2 separate regions of the Mus musculus genome follow, and region 2 is linked to region 1. The links are chromatin contacts, called in public Hi-C maps. All regions are on one chromosome and are shown on one strand. The core of a region is the stretch at or near the end of the contact, and the rest is flanking DNA. Distances in the headings are between cores, read along the strand shown. Region 1 overlaps Fat2 (FAT atypical cadherin 2). Region 2 has its middle 18 kb from the start of Fat2.

The links. Hi-C and Micro-C count contacts between places; a contact is called where the count stands out from the background.
Region 2: a Hi-C map of cerebellum shows a contact between it and region 1, with 1.7 times the contacts expected there. The contact joins two enhancer-like sites. A contact is called at or near these places in 2 of 39 promoter capture datasets (embryonic stem cells and macrophages), 5 of 484 Hi-C or Micro-C datasets (adipose-derived mesenchymal stem cells, brain, cerebellar granule neurons and 1 more), 2 of 115 datasets of contacts at active chromatin or transcription factors (embryonic stem cells and pancreatic cancer cells) and 2 of 9 other capture datasets (adipose tissue and liver).

The regions. Positions count from the first base shown.
Region 1 is chr11:55,257,219-55,264,632 of GRCm38.p6, forward strand. Fat2 (FAT atypical cadherin 2) reads right to left here. Exons shown (of 23, transcript NM_001029988.2): 18 at 4,844-5,654; 19 at 3,228-3,373. Among named protein-coding and RNA genes, the nearest start is that of Fat2, 51 kb to the right of the region's middle. Within about 2 kb of position 4,968, at least 11 of the 459 cell types and tissues checked have an H3K27ac peak or open chromatin away from gene starts, as enhancers often do. A contact at or near this core is called in cerebellar granule neurons and cerebellum, where this site is marked.
Region 2 is chr11:55,326,513-55,333,675 of GRCm38.p6, forward strand. It overlaps a transcript of Fat2 not described here. Among named protein-coding and RNA genes, the nearest start is that of Fat2, 18 kb to the left of the region's middle. Within about 2 kb of position 2,004, at least 12 of the 459 cell types and tissues checked have an H3K27ac peak or open chromatin away from gene starts, as enhancers often do. A contact at or near this core is called in cerebellar granule neurons and cerebellum, where this site is marked.

The DNA.
Region 1 (7,414 bases), core at 3,718-6,217:
TGCTTCAGAGATTGTCTCTGAAGACTCCAAATGTCCTCAAAATTCCATCCAGTCCTCACCATATTTCATGGAAAGGGCAAGATCCCACTTGACAGATGAGGAACCTGAGGCCCAAAGATACCTTACTGATGGGATCACTGGTGACTGTGCTTAGACCAGCTAACCTAGCCTAAGTGTTCAGCTCCAGATTAGCAAGAAACTAAACAACACCAAGGTAGAGGACATCTGAGGAGCGACACCCAAAGCTGCCCTCTGCCCTCTGCACATTTGCATGCGCACACATCATAAGTCCCTGGAGTTAAGATGTTAGAAAACCCCTGGCTTAGAGCATTCTACTTTTCTTTACTCTCAACAGATAGGTATGCTTTAGAGCATACCAGGCCAATCTGGGATACACAGAGAGACCCTGCTGCAAAACAGAAAAAGCATGGCTGGGGCGTGTAGCTCAGTGGGAGTGTGCTTGGCTCGTAAGCCTCTGATGCGGGTTCAGTCGCCTGTGCGGGCAAGCATCAGGTTGATGTTGTGTTGAAAAACAAAAAAGCAAGACAACAGAAACTAGGCATGCCCAGGGCCAAATATTTTCCTGTTTAATATGGGCAAGGCAGTTTCTTTAGAAAACTTTGAACATTGCTGGAGGAAATGTCTTCCATGTCCTCATCCACTGCCCTAGCCTTCATCCAATGGCCCCAATGGCAGATGAGCCTCCAGTGCTGCCTAACATCAGATCAACCAGTTGTGACTCAACATGACTTTTCTCTCCTCAGACACGGAGCTCTCTGCTGACGGTCTTGCTTCCTGCTGAGGGTGCCAAGGGTGCTCACAGGTGCTCCGACATCACAACCGTCCTCCTCAGCTAAAGCTGGTCCCTCTCTTGACCCATGTCCCCTTCACCTCCTCCAACACCATGTTCCCTGGTCTCTTCTCTACTGTGTCACATTATGACCATTCCTTAGGGATTATTTCAGCCACTCCACAAACATAGACCAGCCTCCCAATCTTAAAATAAAAGATAAAGTTGTCTTGAACTTGGAATCATTTTCTTTCTTTGTCCCCCAAATGGACCTATCTGTCCTGTGATAAAAACCACTGATGTCAGTCAGTGTTCAGGGTGCTCTGTGTTGCTGCATCAAATGACAGATCTTCCCATTCTGCTCTGCTCTCAGCAGCCAGTCACTCAGCTATCATGACTGTCTCCTCCTCCTTCTGCCCACTATCCCTCCCCCTCGTCCCTTTTCTCATCCTCCTTTCCTCCTTTCTTCAGTCTTTCTCATTCCCCTCCATCTTCTGCCTTTCCTTCCCCTTTTCTTGCCTCCTTTTTCTTCCTCCTCATATTCCCCCAGTACTTCCTCCTCTCCCTCTCCTCTCCCTCCTCCTCTTCCCTTTCCCCTTCTTCTTAGGATGATCCCAGAGCCTTGCGCACACTAGGCAAACTCTCCCTTATTAAGCCTAACCCCCAGCTTATTTCTAATCCAAGTGCACTTGTCTTCCTGGATGCCATGCTCCAAGTCTATTTTTTTTTCCTAAGCCCATTTGAAGGCTCGTGCTTCATACCCTTCTCTTCTTCTGTCTTCTTTCTTCATTGGACTGTGCTCTAAGAGTCTTAGCCTGTTTCCTGAGCTATACTCCCTGGTGTTCTCACGAAGCCTTATGGCTTTCAGTAACGTGCTGTTGACCCTATGTCTCTCCAGCCCTACCCCAGGCCTCTCTCACAACACTAGACTGGTTATGCTACCTCCTTGTGGAAGTCTACATGTCTAACCTGAGCTCCCAATACCCCCCAACTTCTTCTACCCAGGTCTTTAGCAACAGCTCCACCATTCCAGTGGCTCAGGCCAAACTACACTCCCATGCTCTCTCTACTCCATCTTCTGTGCACTGGGACAGGCTGTTGGCTTCTAATTCCTTTCCAAAGCTGGACACTTTCTTCACAGTGATGTTCACAAGCCACCCTCACTCCCCTGGGTTATTGGTGCCTCTTCCTCCTCCTGTCTGGATCGCTCTATTCTTGTCTCTGTTCCTCTAAATTCTATTCTCAAGCCAAGAACTGTGGTGACAATAAGGCAGACCATTGTGTTTGCTACAGGTCTTCTGAAATCCTCTGTTTTGATCAGATGAAAGCAAAGCCTTTTGCAAGGACCTCTGAGACCTTCACTGATTCACCCCCAACCCCCAATTCCATTACACTCTGGCCCCACTGTGAGGTCTGTCCACCTTGCTTTCGTCACGGGAGCCATGTAGACGCTGGGCTATTGTTTAAGAATGCCAACAGTCAAGCGTGGGAGAGCCAATAAAAGGTTAAAAACAAAAAGAATGCCAATAGGCTCCTGTTGTTCATCCAGCTGGCCATCACAACCAACGTGCCTGGACAGCTACCCCCTGTGATGTGTTTTCTCCATCGGCAACTAATGACCATGGAAACACACATCCAGGTGTGTCTATGAGGGAGATTCTAGAAAGGCTTAACTGAGGGGGGAAGACCATCCTGAATGTGGCATGGGGTCCTGGGTTGGATAGAAGGGGGAAGGGAGTTGAGCACCAGCATCTATCTCTACTTCCTGACTGTGGGTGTGACTTGACCAGGCAGCAGATGAGAGTTCCATGGGACATAAAAAGAATCCTTGAGAGACTGAGCATAAATGAGTTTGTTGCCTCAGCCCCCTCCCATGCCCCAGGAGACTCCTCTTTCCATTCCTGCCAGCCTTCCCTTTTCCCTTCAGGGCCTCACCTCCCCCGACCCCCCAGTCCAGTCGTCATCCTTTCTTTTCCCTCTGCAGGGATATGTAGGGGGTCGTGCAGCAGTGAGGTGGGGGGGGGGGTGGGCCCAGGGATGGTAGGTGCAACATTGCATGGGCAGGAGTGAAAGGAACCCTCGGGCCCCCAGTGGGGGGGCTCAGATACTTGGAGGGGGCATCTTACACACACACACACACACACACACACACACACTATTCTTACAGTGCCAGGGTTGTGTGAGCTCACATCCTTCTCTCCTCCAGGAATTTCTCATTCCACAGAGCAAGCAGCCCCACCCCTGAATGGCCTGGGTTGTGTATCTCCAGGTAAAAGGCCCGTGTCTGATTGTGTGTTCTGATTGACAGTCACACTCAGCATCCTTGAAAAGCATGAGGGGATCCTTTGCCAGGAATCAGCTCAGACATCCTCCCTGCATCCCTCATGTCCCCAGTCTGGGGTGCCCATGGAAGCCACTCAGGTGGGAGTCACCTTACCTTCAAGGAAATAGAGGCTGTTTCATTGGTGAACATCAGAAGGGCCCATGGCTGGAGCGTTTTCAGGTAGAAATGGATCTGCCAGTTCTGAGCCTCTAGGGGCCTATACCGCATGTAGCTCTGACCACTGAACCTCCAGGTGGTACCTGCAAATGAACCCGAGGTGTCACTACTCTTGAGATGTCACAGATCCCTTAGGCCGACTTTGTCTCATTCAACCTTTGGGTGGCAGATCGGACACTTCCCACATCTGATATACGAAGAGTCCAGGCTGGGATTGGGTGGATCACATTTCCAGAGCCACTAAGGGAGCTAGGCTGTCACCCTGCATGCCTCCCGCTGGGTACAAGCTCCACAGAATCACTTCCAGCCTGAGACTCAGGAACAGTGAGCTTCCACCATGACGGAAGAAAAATCAGCTAATCAGATGTGGTGAGCCAAGCTTTTAAATCTAACACTACCCATATATTTTGAAAAATAGGACACCCAGAAAATTGATTCATGTGTCATAGGTTCCTGATACCTGGGCAAGAAACCTCAAGAAAGGACAATAAAGGAAAGGAGGGCAGGGAGGAAGCTTAGGTATAAGGAATCCCAAGAGGCAAACACCTCAATGTGTTTTCCAAAACTCAATATATTAGTGTAGTAGGAAGCTCTGTCAAGGCTCAGAATATGAAGGCTCAGTGTTGTAAGGCCCGCCTTTAGGCTCCCTTCCTCCATACCCACCACGGGAATGCCAAAGGAAGGAATTACCCATGGTTTTGCAATGAGAACTTTTAGCAGCTTGCCCGGAACAGTCTCTTTGAGCAGTATGCCAGGCTCCAGGTGGGGCATCAGTAGTGCAAGGCTCTGAAAGCCACACACACTGGTGTATGATGCCTGGCCTCCATTGGAGGATGTATGATGGCCGTCTTTACACAGAAGGGACTGATGACCCACATGGAGCCTGGTACACTGCAGGCTCTTTACAGCACTGACTGCTCCCATGTGGGTGACAGCCAGGATCCTGGGCTTACAGTGGCCACCCATGGGCTATGTGCTATTATATCTATATGTAAGTTACTCCCCAAACCAATTGTGGGGGGGTGCTCTTGTTATTCTAGTTTATTGATGGGCAACAGGAATTTTGTGGACTTTACAGAAGCCACCCATTAGGAGATGACAGAGCTGAGGTCTAAACCTATGTTGGGTTTACTTCTTGAGCTGATATCAGCAGGCTGTGGAGCTAACAGCAGGGGCATCAGGAGCTGACATGTCTGTCAGGCTCTTTTCCAAGAGTACCTGAAATGTCAATCTCAATCCTTACAGTAGCAAAGCCCACGGGTGTAGAGAGGTCAAAGAATTCCCTCCAGGGTGAAGAAGTAAATTCCCGGAGCCTGATGCCCCAGTCTGTGCTTTTAGGCACTATTTCTATTGCAATCAACTGTTAACTTTCAGAATTCCAGAAGGCAGAGAGAACCTGAGGAGTACCCCATGACTAGGCTTTGTGACAACAAACTCCCCGTGGTGTGTTGGTCTCTGGCATTTAGTTTGATTATAGCTATGCTCATGAACCTTGGTGGGAGTTTACATGGAGGCAGATAGCCAGGAGCCAGCAATCCAACCCCTGTTCTTACCATTGCAGGAGCAGTTTTTCCCCAGGTGGTGTCGTGGTGTCAGGATGCTGAGCCTGGCTGTACTGTAAGAGGGCCCCACTCTGGGCTCCAGGGACACTGTCTCTTGGCAGGTTTGATCCTGGCAGCTTGGCCCTTGGCATGGTACCACGGGCAGAGCTGACCTCATCTGAATTCCTACCGAGTGCTCCATCTCTTTGGCTGAGTGAGCTATGGCAGATGCCAGCTCCTGGAGATCATAGGAAGTTCCAGAATGCCCCTCAAAGGCCAGAAGCACGTCCACCCCAGCTGTGACCTCTGCAGGCTGCAGGCTGGCCAAGTGGATGTTGGCTCGTTTGATGTCCAAGATATTGCTGAGGAATCGCTGCAGGTTGCGCCAGTGATCGCTCACGAGCTCCTCGGGGGTGAGCTGGTGGAAGCCCAGCCACACAGCTTGCTGCGGAGCCTCCTGCCCCATGTGCCACACATGGACATGGACCCCAGTGGTGGTGGTGAAGGTCCCATCACTGACTGTGACATTAAACAAGTATCGGCCACGAGGCAGTCCTTGAGAGGCAATAATCTTGCCATCGGATGCACCCACTGTGAAATACTTGCCCAGGCTTCCCTCTCGATCCAGGCTGTAGGTCAGTGTGTCCTGAGGGTCTCGGTCGGTGGCATGGATTTTACCTACCATGCCACCCTGAAATTCCTCCTCCCCCTTCGTGATGAAGATTTCCAATGGGAGTGTGGAGGGCGGGTAGCGACTCTGCTCCGTGATGTGTACTCTGACCAATGTGGAAGATGACAAGGGGGGGAGGCCACTGTCTGACACCTGAAGATAAGACAAACAGCATTGGTGCTCAGAAGCATCTCTATGCCCAGCTGAGGCTGATGTCCCTATCAGCCTAGTCTCCCTTCTCCATACCTGCTGATACAGGTGTTGCAAGCTGTCATGTTTGGAAAAGGATAAACTCCAACACATGGGGATGTGCTGGAGACTTTCCTAAGGTTTTATAGAAAACACGGAAACAGAAAAACAAATTCCCCCAAGCCTCCTGAGTTCCAAGCCTCTTCCTAAATCCCTCCAAATAAACTTCTGTGTGTGTGCATGCACACGTATGCACTTACTTGTGTGTACGTGCATATGCTGACTGAGCCAGCTCTTCAGCACAGGCCAGTCTTTTCGACTTCTGAGCCCTCTACCTCAACTCTCTGCCCTAGACTCTGGCAAGTTGGCAGGTACCTCTGAGCAGTCTTCATACCCCTCCCTGGCTACTACCCCACTGAGGAAGAGCCTCTCTTTCCTACATGTTCAGAATGGGAGTGTGATTGTCATTCTTTGGACCAGTTGAGAGCTTTCTATGGCTGGGCCCTCTGTTGTGGTCAAGGGACAGGCAAGATGAGTTACCAAACATGCAAGAGGCTATCAGCTTGGACAAAGCAAAGAAAATAGACAGGAAGATGAGTGAGGGACTGACTTAGGTCAGCTGGAGGTGAAGGCCTCTCTGAAGAAGGAAGAACAGGTAAGGGGTCCTGGGTGTGGAAGAAGTGGTGTGCTCAATTAAACAGGAAGGCAGTGGAGCAAAGGCAGGGAAGGCTGGGCTGGCCTCCACAGTGGGCTGAGGAGCACAAGGCTGCTTCACAGTGGTGAGAAACTCATGAAGGCTTTAAACAAGGATGGAATGACCTTAGCTAGGAGAACCAGGGCTGGAGGATGACCCAGCGCTTATGAGTGCTTGTGGTAAGCTTTGTTCTCAACACCCACAATGCTCACAGCTGCAGGCCCACAACTGCTTATAACTCCAGCTCCAGGGGATTAAAGCGAGTACATAAATATAAAAAATTAGGGTGATTGTTCAACCTGGCTTGCCAGGGCTAGCTTAGAGTGTTGGCTGCTGTGGATCGATTATCACCGGTGCTCAGGAGTTATACAAAATTCAAATGTTAAAATACAATCCCCAGTGTTTGTAAGTGGAGCCTTTTGGGAAATAAGATCACAGTGGCGGAGTGTTCGTGATGATACTTAGTGTCTTAAGGAGAAAAAAAAACTTATTTATGAGACAAGATATATATAAAACTCAGGCTAGCCTCAAACTTACAACTCTCCTACCTCAGCCTTCCGAGTCTTGGAATTACAGATGTAATTTTCCTTTGCTTTGTTTTAAAACAAGGTCTTGACATGTAGCCCACTCTGTCCTGGAAGTTGCTTTCTAACCCAGATTGACCTCACAGTTATAATCCTCCTGCCTCAGCCTCCCTAGTAGTAGGATTATGAGACTTGTACCACTGTTCCTGGCTTAAAGGACCCCAGTGCCCTTGTAAGCAGAGTCAGCACTGGCCTGCTGGTTTTATGCAGTTTCAGTCTGATCTCTGCTTCAGGCGCCAGAACTGTGAGAGGTCTGACTGTAGCCTGCCCCACCTGCCCCACCTGTCCCACCTGTCCCATCTATGCTGTCCACCTGCCCCACCTGTCCCACCTGCTCCACCTGTCCCACCTTTTCCACTTGCCACCTGTCCCACCTGTGCTGTCCACCTGTGCCACCTGCTTCACCAGCCATTTGAAATGGAGAGCACTACACAGAGTGCAATCCT
Region 2 (7,163 bases), core at 754-3,253, 66 kb after region 1:
TATGTGTGCGGGTGCACTTGCGCATGTGTGTGCACTTGCACGTGCGTGCGCATACACACACACACACACACACACACACACACACCTGCAGGCCCGTAACACTCCTCTCTTTGCAGTGATTTGTTTCAAATGTGAAGAAGCAGCCTGAAAGATATGAACTCTTCCAGGGTTTCAGAAGGGACAGAAAAGAAAGGGCATGGAGAGGAAATGCTACACATGGGCTGGGGTCTCAGCTCTCTGCCAAGCAGGTGCACAGCCCTGAATTCTATCTTCAAGGAAAAAAAGGAAAGAGACAGAGGGAGGGAGGAGAAGGGAGAGAGAAGAAGGGGAGAGGAAAGAGGAAGAAAAGGAAAGGAGGACCAGGGAAAGAAGGAAGGGAGGAAGGGGAAGAGGACAGGAGGGGAGAAGAGAAGGGAGGGGAGACAGAGATCTAGTCTGACCACTTAGATGCCTTCTGATGATGGTCCTCCAGACCCTGTGTGTTCTCCAGAGATATTCAGGGTGCCCTCTCTGCTACATTTCCATTTGTAAAAGAGCATACACAGCCCTTGCCCTCTGTACTGTATCTAGAGCTTCCTGCTTGACTTTCCCACCCCCAGCCCCCACCCCCACCCAGACACAGGGAATGGATGCTGTGTCTTGTCCTTGCTCCTTGCCCACAAGCACTTCGGTGATGTGGCCACTCCCTGCCAGGTTCTACCTCCAACTTTAGCACAGGAAGATATGCCAGGTAGGGCAAGGAAGTATACCACGGTGGTCATGTACAGACGAGTCCTGCCTTGGCCCATGGCCTGTTGGTGACTTTCAGCCAACGAGGGGACCTGACTGAGCCTTGGTCTTTTTATACATCAACCAGGAAATAAGCATCAGGCAATTAGGGGACCAAAGTAGGATGGGATGTGGACAGCACAAAGCCATGCCTGGAACCTTACGACCCCAATGGCATGGTTGTCACCAGAGGGACTGAGTGATCCCAGGGCAGAGTCCCTCATTCTGTAGAGCCTAGCAACCATCTGAGATAGGATGAACTACCTATTCTCCTACCTCTCTGAGCCAACGCTCCCTTAAACTATCATTAGTGATGCACTGAGGTTCAGCGGAGGGTGGAGACATGCAGATCTCAGAGGCAGGTGACAACGAACATTTACTGTAAGCTAAAACGGTGGTGAGCACATAGTACCTTCATCTCCAGCAACCCCGAGTTTAGCTTTGTCCTGGAAAAGACTGCTGAGGGCCAGCGAGATGGCTCAGCAGGCAAAGGTGCACACTGCCAAGCCTGGCAACCTGAGTTTGATCCCAAGAATCCACACAGTGGAAGGAAAACTGATTTCTGCAAGTTGTCCTTGAACTCACACACACACACACACATACACACACACAAAGACATTGATGGGACTCACATAAGTGACCCACCTTTCTGATCCCACAGCCAAGCTGGAGTAAAACTCACATTGCCTATGTGTCGAACAGTTGCCTGGCCTGTCTGTTCATGCCCATGGGTTGGAAAGAGCCACCAGGAAGGGAGAGGTTCTGTGGTCCCTCCCCCCCCCCCACAGCAGGAATCCTAATACCATGGGACCGCTCATACCAGCAGATTCTCAGCCAAGGCTCCATGTCCAATCCTTCCTTGAGTTCCCTTCTCTCCAGCCTGGCCCTACCCAGCCTTCTGTCCATCTGTCCTCTCCCTCCCCTGAGCAGGGCAGCTTAGGACAGAACCAGGCAGGCTGGCAGGTCACAGCAGGTAGAGAACAGTCTTCTAGCAATGAGGAAAGAGTGCATACTGGGCCAGCGGCTCCTGGTGAGTGAGGGTTGTCTTTGGAGCATCCTCTGTTGACTCAAAGGTGCTGGACCCCAACCACACCCCTCCATTTCAGGACTCTGTACATCCTAAGTTCCCTTGTCTACTCTAAATGTATATCCCTTCTGCTCATCTGCAGACATAGGAGTCAATGGATCTGTGGAGCAGCCTGTGCTCTGCAAAGCAGGCTGCTGTGGTAACCAGGGGTTAAAACATAAATATCCCAGCCCCACCCCAGATCTATTGACTCAAGATCCTCAGGGGTGGGGCTCAGGAATAGGAGTCTAACAAGTTTCCTGGATGATTTTGGTGTGTCTGGAGTTGAGGATCTACTGAACAAGACACATGGCTCTTCCCTTAGGGTCTTCCATTGGGGCTGTATCTCATTTGAGAGACCAGATCCCCCTTAGGGCGTTGGTGCAGTTGGACAATGTGAGGAAGAGATTTTATAGAAAGGCTTTGATCTTCGAGGTCAGATAAGGGATTTGGTGTGTTGGAGACCACAGCCTTTGAGAAGCATGATTGGGTATCTTCTGGATGCTCTTGTGGGAGCATAGGACCTTGGTAGACTGCCAAATGGATCACCCAGAAGAGTGGCCAGGAGGGAAAGCAACCAACCTCACATATCTGAAGTTCACCTGGATTCAGAACCTGTACCTGTTGCATCCATCTGTTTTAGGGCCCCAGGGGCAATTGTTTACCTTCCTGAGACAGAGTCTGTCCACCTCCAGAGAGTCCCAGCCCATGAAACATGGTCCTCTTGCAATAAATAGAACTGAACCTGAAAATGATAGCCTCTGTGCATGAACACACAGCTCATGGACCAATAGAAACAGAAACAAACCTTCACCTGAGATTCTTCATCATCATTATCTCTATCAAACAGCCCAAAGAACCAGGGCCAAATGCTTAAGTCTACTGGGGTATGGTTGTGTATTAGAATACTATGCAGCAAAGAAGAAGAATCATTGTTCTTGGAACCATGCAGATGGGTCTTGTTTATGATGTGGAGCTGTGTGTGTGTGTGTGTGTGTGTGTGTGTGTGTGTGTGTGTGTGCATGCGTGTGCGTGTGCGTGTATGTGTACATGTGTACATTGTGCTACAACTAGTATATAAAGGTTAAAATAGGCAAATAGAAGATATGAGTTAGATTAGGGTAAAATTACCTTCAAAGGTGTGGGAGCAGTTGGTGAAAGGCACACAAAGCGGGGTGTCTGGATGGAAGGTATGTTAATGTTTATCTTGGAGTTGGTTAGTTTTCACTAAATTGAATGTTATGACTCATGCTCTTTTCTGTATGAATATCATATTTCATTAGAAAGGTTTTTAAGCCCTAGTAAGTGTTCAGAGGTGACTTTGATAGGGAAGGAGCCATGTAAATGATGGCAGCCGTCTAACTGGCTCTGGATCAAGTGGGGTCTCTTCCTACCCCCAGGAACCAGGAACCAGAAACGGGGTAGTGCTCAAAACCAAGCTGTATGGGAACTGTGCCCGGCAAGGCAGGACTATGGAAACCAATGCTCTATAGTGCCCTGCCCGGAGCCTCCAAGCCCATGAAAAATCTACTTTCTCAGCCCCTGCCACATTTTACTCCTTTACACATGGAATTGGCTGCTTTTCTAAACATCTGAAAAGTTCATCTCTGATCTAGGGCCACAGAACAGGACGGTCACAGCAAAACAGCTTAAAGGTCAGGTTTAGTTTAGCAACGTCAATAATGGGCCTCCCGCATCATTAGTGCTCTGACTGGAGTGCATAGCCAGAGAAGGGAGGTGTTGCCATCCTGAGGTGGCCAGCTGGATATGGGTCATGCACTACAAAGAGGGAGCTAGCATGACAAGGGACCTTAGGAGGGCTCCTGGGGCCCGGGACATTTGCTTTGGGCTCTGGTTGGGTCCTGGTTTCTTTTGCTTTACAAAACCTCAGCAGCTACAGCAAGGGCTTCATGTGCTCTCCTTTTGAAAGTTTACGAAGAGAACTTTAAAAGTTATAGTAGACACTGTCCAGGCTCTGTGCCAAGGCTTGATAGGAGGGTCCAGCAGGGCCTGGTTTCTGGTCTGAATCCAAGGGTCTGAGATCCTGGGAGTTGAATCAGTTCCCAAGACTTCAGGAGCTCCTCTTCACTAAGAGCTGCTGACACACGGTATTCAATTACCATGAGCCGGTAGCTCTGTTAGCTGTAACGTGTGAGTGTGGTGGCAGTGTGTGCCTCTCCGTTGAGGCGAAAGTTGGACCGTAGAGATGGACAGTGACAATCAGGCCAGGAGTGGCTGCAGAACTCACACACATGGAGACCGTCCCGGCACCACCCCCTCTGCTTCCCTGACTGATCCCCCAAGGGCCCAGAGCAATACAGTTCAGGACCCTTGGGTCCCAAATGTTTTGGGAGGACCCAGGGAGGATGGGATAGACAGGCGCTCTGATTCCAGGCACGTGAATTCACGCAAGCCAACACACTCTCACAGGCTGACGTTATCCCACACCGGCGTGTGCCATCCTGCTCAGCCTGGCCGTGGGCATAGGAGCCCAGGGAAGCTGATGGGTCTGCTTGCTGCAGCAGCTTCTACCCGACCTGCCTGGGAAGAGTGATGCTGCACTCTGGCTACACTGGTGGCCTTGAACTGGCCACTGTGACCTCAGGACTAGGAACGATGCTGAGCGAGGCAAGGAGTTGCTGCCTTCTGCAAGCTTCAAGCTACAAAATGCTCAAACTGAGTTCTTCTGTACTACAGATGGCAATAGGTTTAGAGACAGGTTTTGAGTTAGTCTGTGAGTAATGGCGGCATATAAGAACCTGGACTAGCCTATGCAGGACAAGATATCTTAACCTTTAGTTTTCATCTTCATTCTCAGACAGATGTGCCTAGTGAGACACTGGGACCTGAGCTTCTTCATTGCCTCTCAGTGCTTGTAGAGGGCAAGTCACACATAGCCCTGCTTTTAGACCTGTGGGCATGGGACCCAGAAAGATGGCTCAGTGGGTAAAGGCACTTGCCACCAAGCCTGACAACAGAGATTCAATCCCTAGAGAGAGACAACTGACTCCCGAAAGTTCCTTTTATTACCATGTGCATCACGGCACTCCCTCGACCACACACACACACACACACACACACACACACGATAAATAAATACATAAATAAATATGCAATGCTAAGATCTGCAGAGAGATCCAGGTGGACTTGCTTCAAAAAATACCTGGGCCAGAAGCTTGGGAGAGGCTTGGAGGAGGTGTGGTTATTAAAGGCAAAGGACGAGGACCCTTAACACTGTGTACATTTGTATATATGAATGATCCTCCACTGTCTATATGTAAAAATGGCTATGTTCCAGGCATGGTGGCCCATACCTGTCATGCCAGCAGTTGGGAAGCCGAAGTGGGAGGGTCAGGAGTTGGAGGCCAGCCTGGGCTACATGGTGAGAGACTCTGACTCAAAAGCAATTTTTAAAAGTGTCTTAATAAGAAAAAAAAATTAGCCAAGTGTGTTGGGTACACGCCTTTAATCCCAGCACTCTGGAGGCAGAGGCAGGTGGATCTCTGTGAATTCAAGGCCAGCCTGGTCTACAAGGCAAGTCCAGGACAGCCAGGGCTACATAGAGAAACCCTGTTTCAAAAACAAACAAACAAACAAACAAACAAACAAACAAAACTAATTTCAGGGCTCATTTTTATAATCCCAGCACTTGGAAGACTGAGACAGGGGATTGCTGCAAGTTTGAGGCCAGTCTAGGCTACATAGTGAGTTCCAAGATGGCCTGAGATAGTGAGAGACACTGTCTCAGCACATGAAAGCAAGCAAACGAACTGATCTGCACTCCCTTCATAGTCCAGCTCACTGTACTTTCCCAGAACAGCTGCCCCGTCCTCCCCACAAGCGCGAAGGCGCCTATACTTGAAGGCTGCCTGCTGTGGCCCTGCATGTGCTGCTTGGTCTCTGTGGGATGTGCTCTCCTCTGCCTTGCCTTGTCAACTATGTGCAATCTGGAGCTATGGTGTACACTGTACGTACAATGGTCTATCTGGTCTCTGTCCCAGCCTGAGTTTTCCTATGTTTTATTGCCCACCTTGAGGTGTTAAACCATCTGTGTGTGACCTGTCTCTATCAGCTATTTTCTTTATTTGTAGTCAGGGTCCCAGCTGGCCTCCCCAACTTTATGAAGTGACTCTTAGACAACAGAAGCTGTATGATGGAGTTGACCTTTCTGAGTCTGTCCCCCACAATGAAAATAAAGGTGACAGAAAGATCCAGGAGAAGACAGTAAGGGTGACTATGATGTGTATGACGGTTTAGCCTGGAGACATGCACTGCTTAGGACTTAGCTAGCCTGCATCCTCTCCTCATTCACATGCCATGACTGCAAATAGCTTGCTGTTAGATTTAAAAAAATGACCCCAAGTTTAGGTAAATGTTGAAAATCTATAAAACAGGACCAATAGTTCTTCAACAGGCAACTATGGAACCCTTGAGGACCTTTCAGATTAGACATTTATCTGCTGGTTGAATGGAAAGAGCTATAGAACAGGGAAGAACTGTAGAGGTGTCTGGGATGTGGTGTGTGTGTGTGTGTCCATCTGTCTGTCTGTCTATATCTCTATGTGTATATGTATGTGCTGTGTGTTTGTACATATGCACATGTGTGTGTAAAAGTGTCCAACTGATAAGTTTCTGTCCCTTGGACTGCAGCTTATAACCTAGTGACCAGCTTCACTGCCCATCCAGCACACCCTAGTGGACTTGAGATCAATTTACCCTTCCCTAGGGATGGGTTGCCTAGAAACACCCCCTGACTGGCTGAGGCAGTGTGAGGCAGAAGAAAGCAAGAGATGTGGGTCCAGGTCAGGCCTTCCCACTCGCTGTGTGACCTTGGTGTCATTCTCAGCCTCCTATGCTGAGTCTGTCCTGAAGTTGACTGTGCTTCGTGAACTCATAGCCCCTCTCACCGGCAACCAGAACAGAGGCCTCAGTCTCCGCTCGCCTGAGTTAATGGCTCACACACATCCCCTACAGAACCCACCAGGCTCTACAGAGAGCAACACAGTCCCGTGACTGACATTCATTCAAGCAAGAGAGATAACGATAGCCTCAAGCAATGCAGCCCTGGCTGTGATCAGTTGTAGGATGGGAACGATTCAAGGTACCCTGAGATGACAGCACCCAAGTGGAGGACAGAAGAGCCATCAGTGGTCCCCATGCTGTGACTTTGTTGAATCCCACATCAAACTCTCCGAGCAAAGAAGGATGTTGGACTGGCCGCATGGCTCAGCCTGTAAAGTGCTTGCCTTGCAAATATGAGGACATGACTTCTATCCTCAGAACCCATATTAAAAACAAACAAAAAAGGGGGGCTTAGTGTACACTTGTA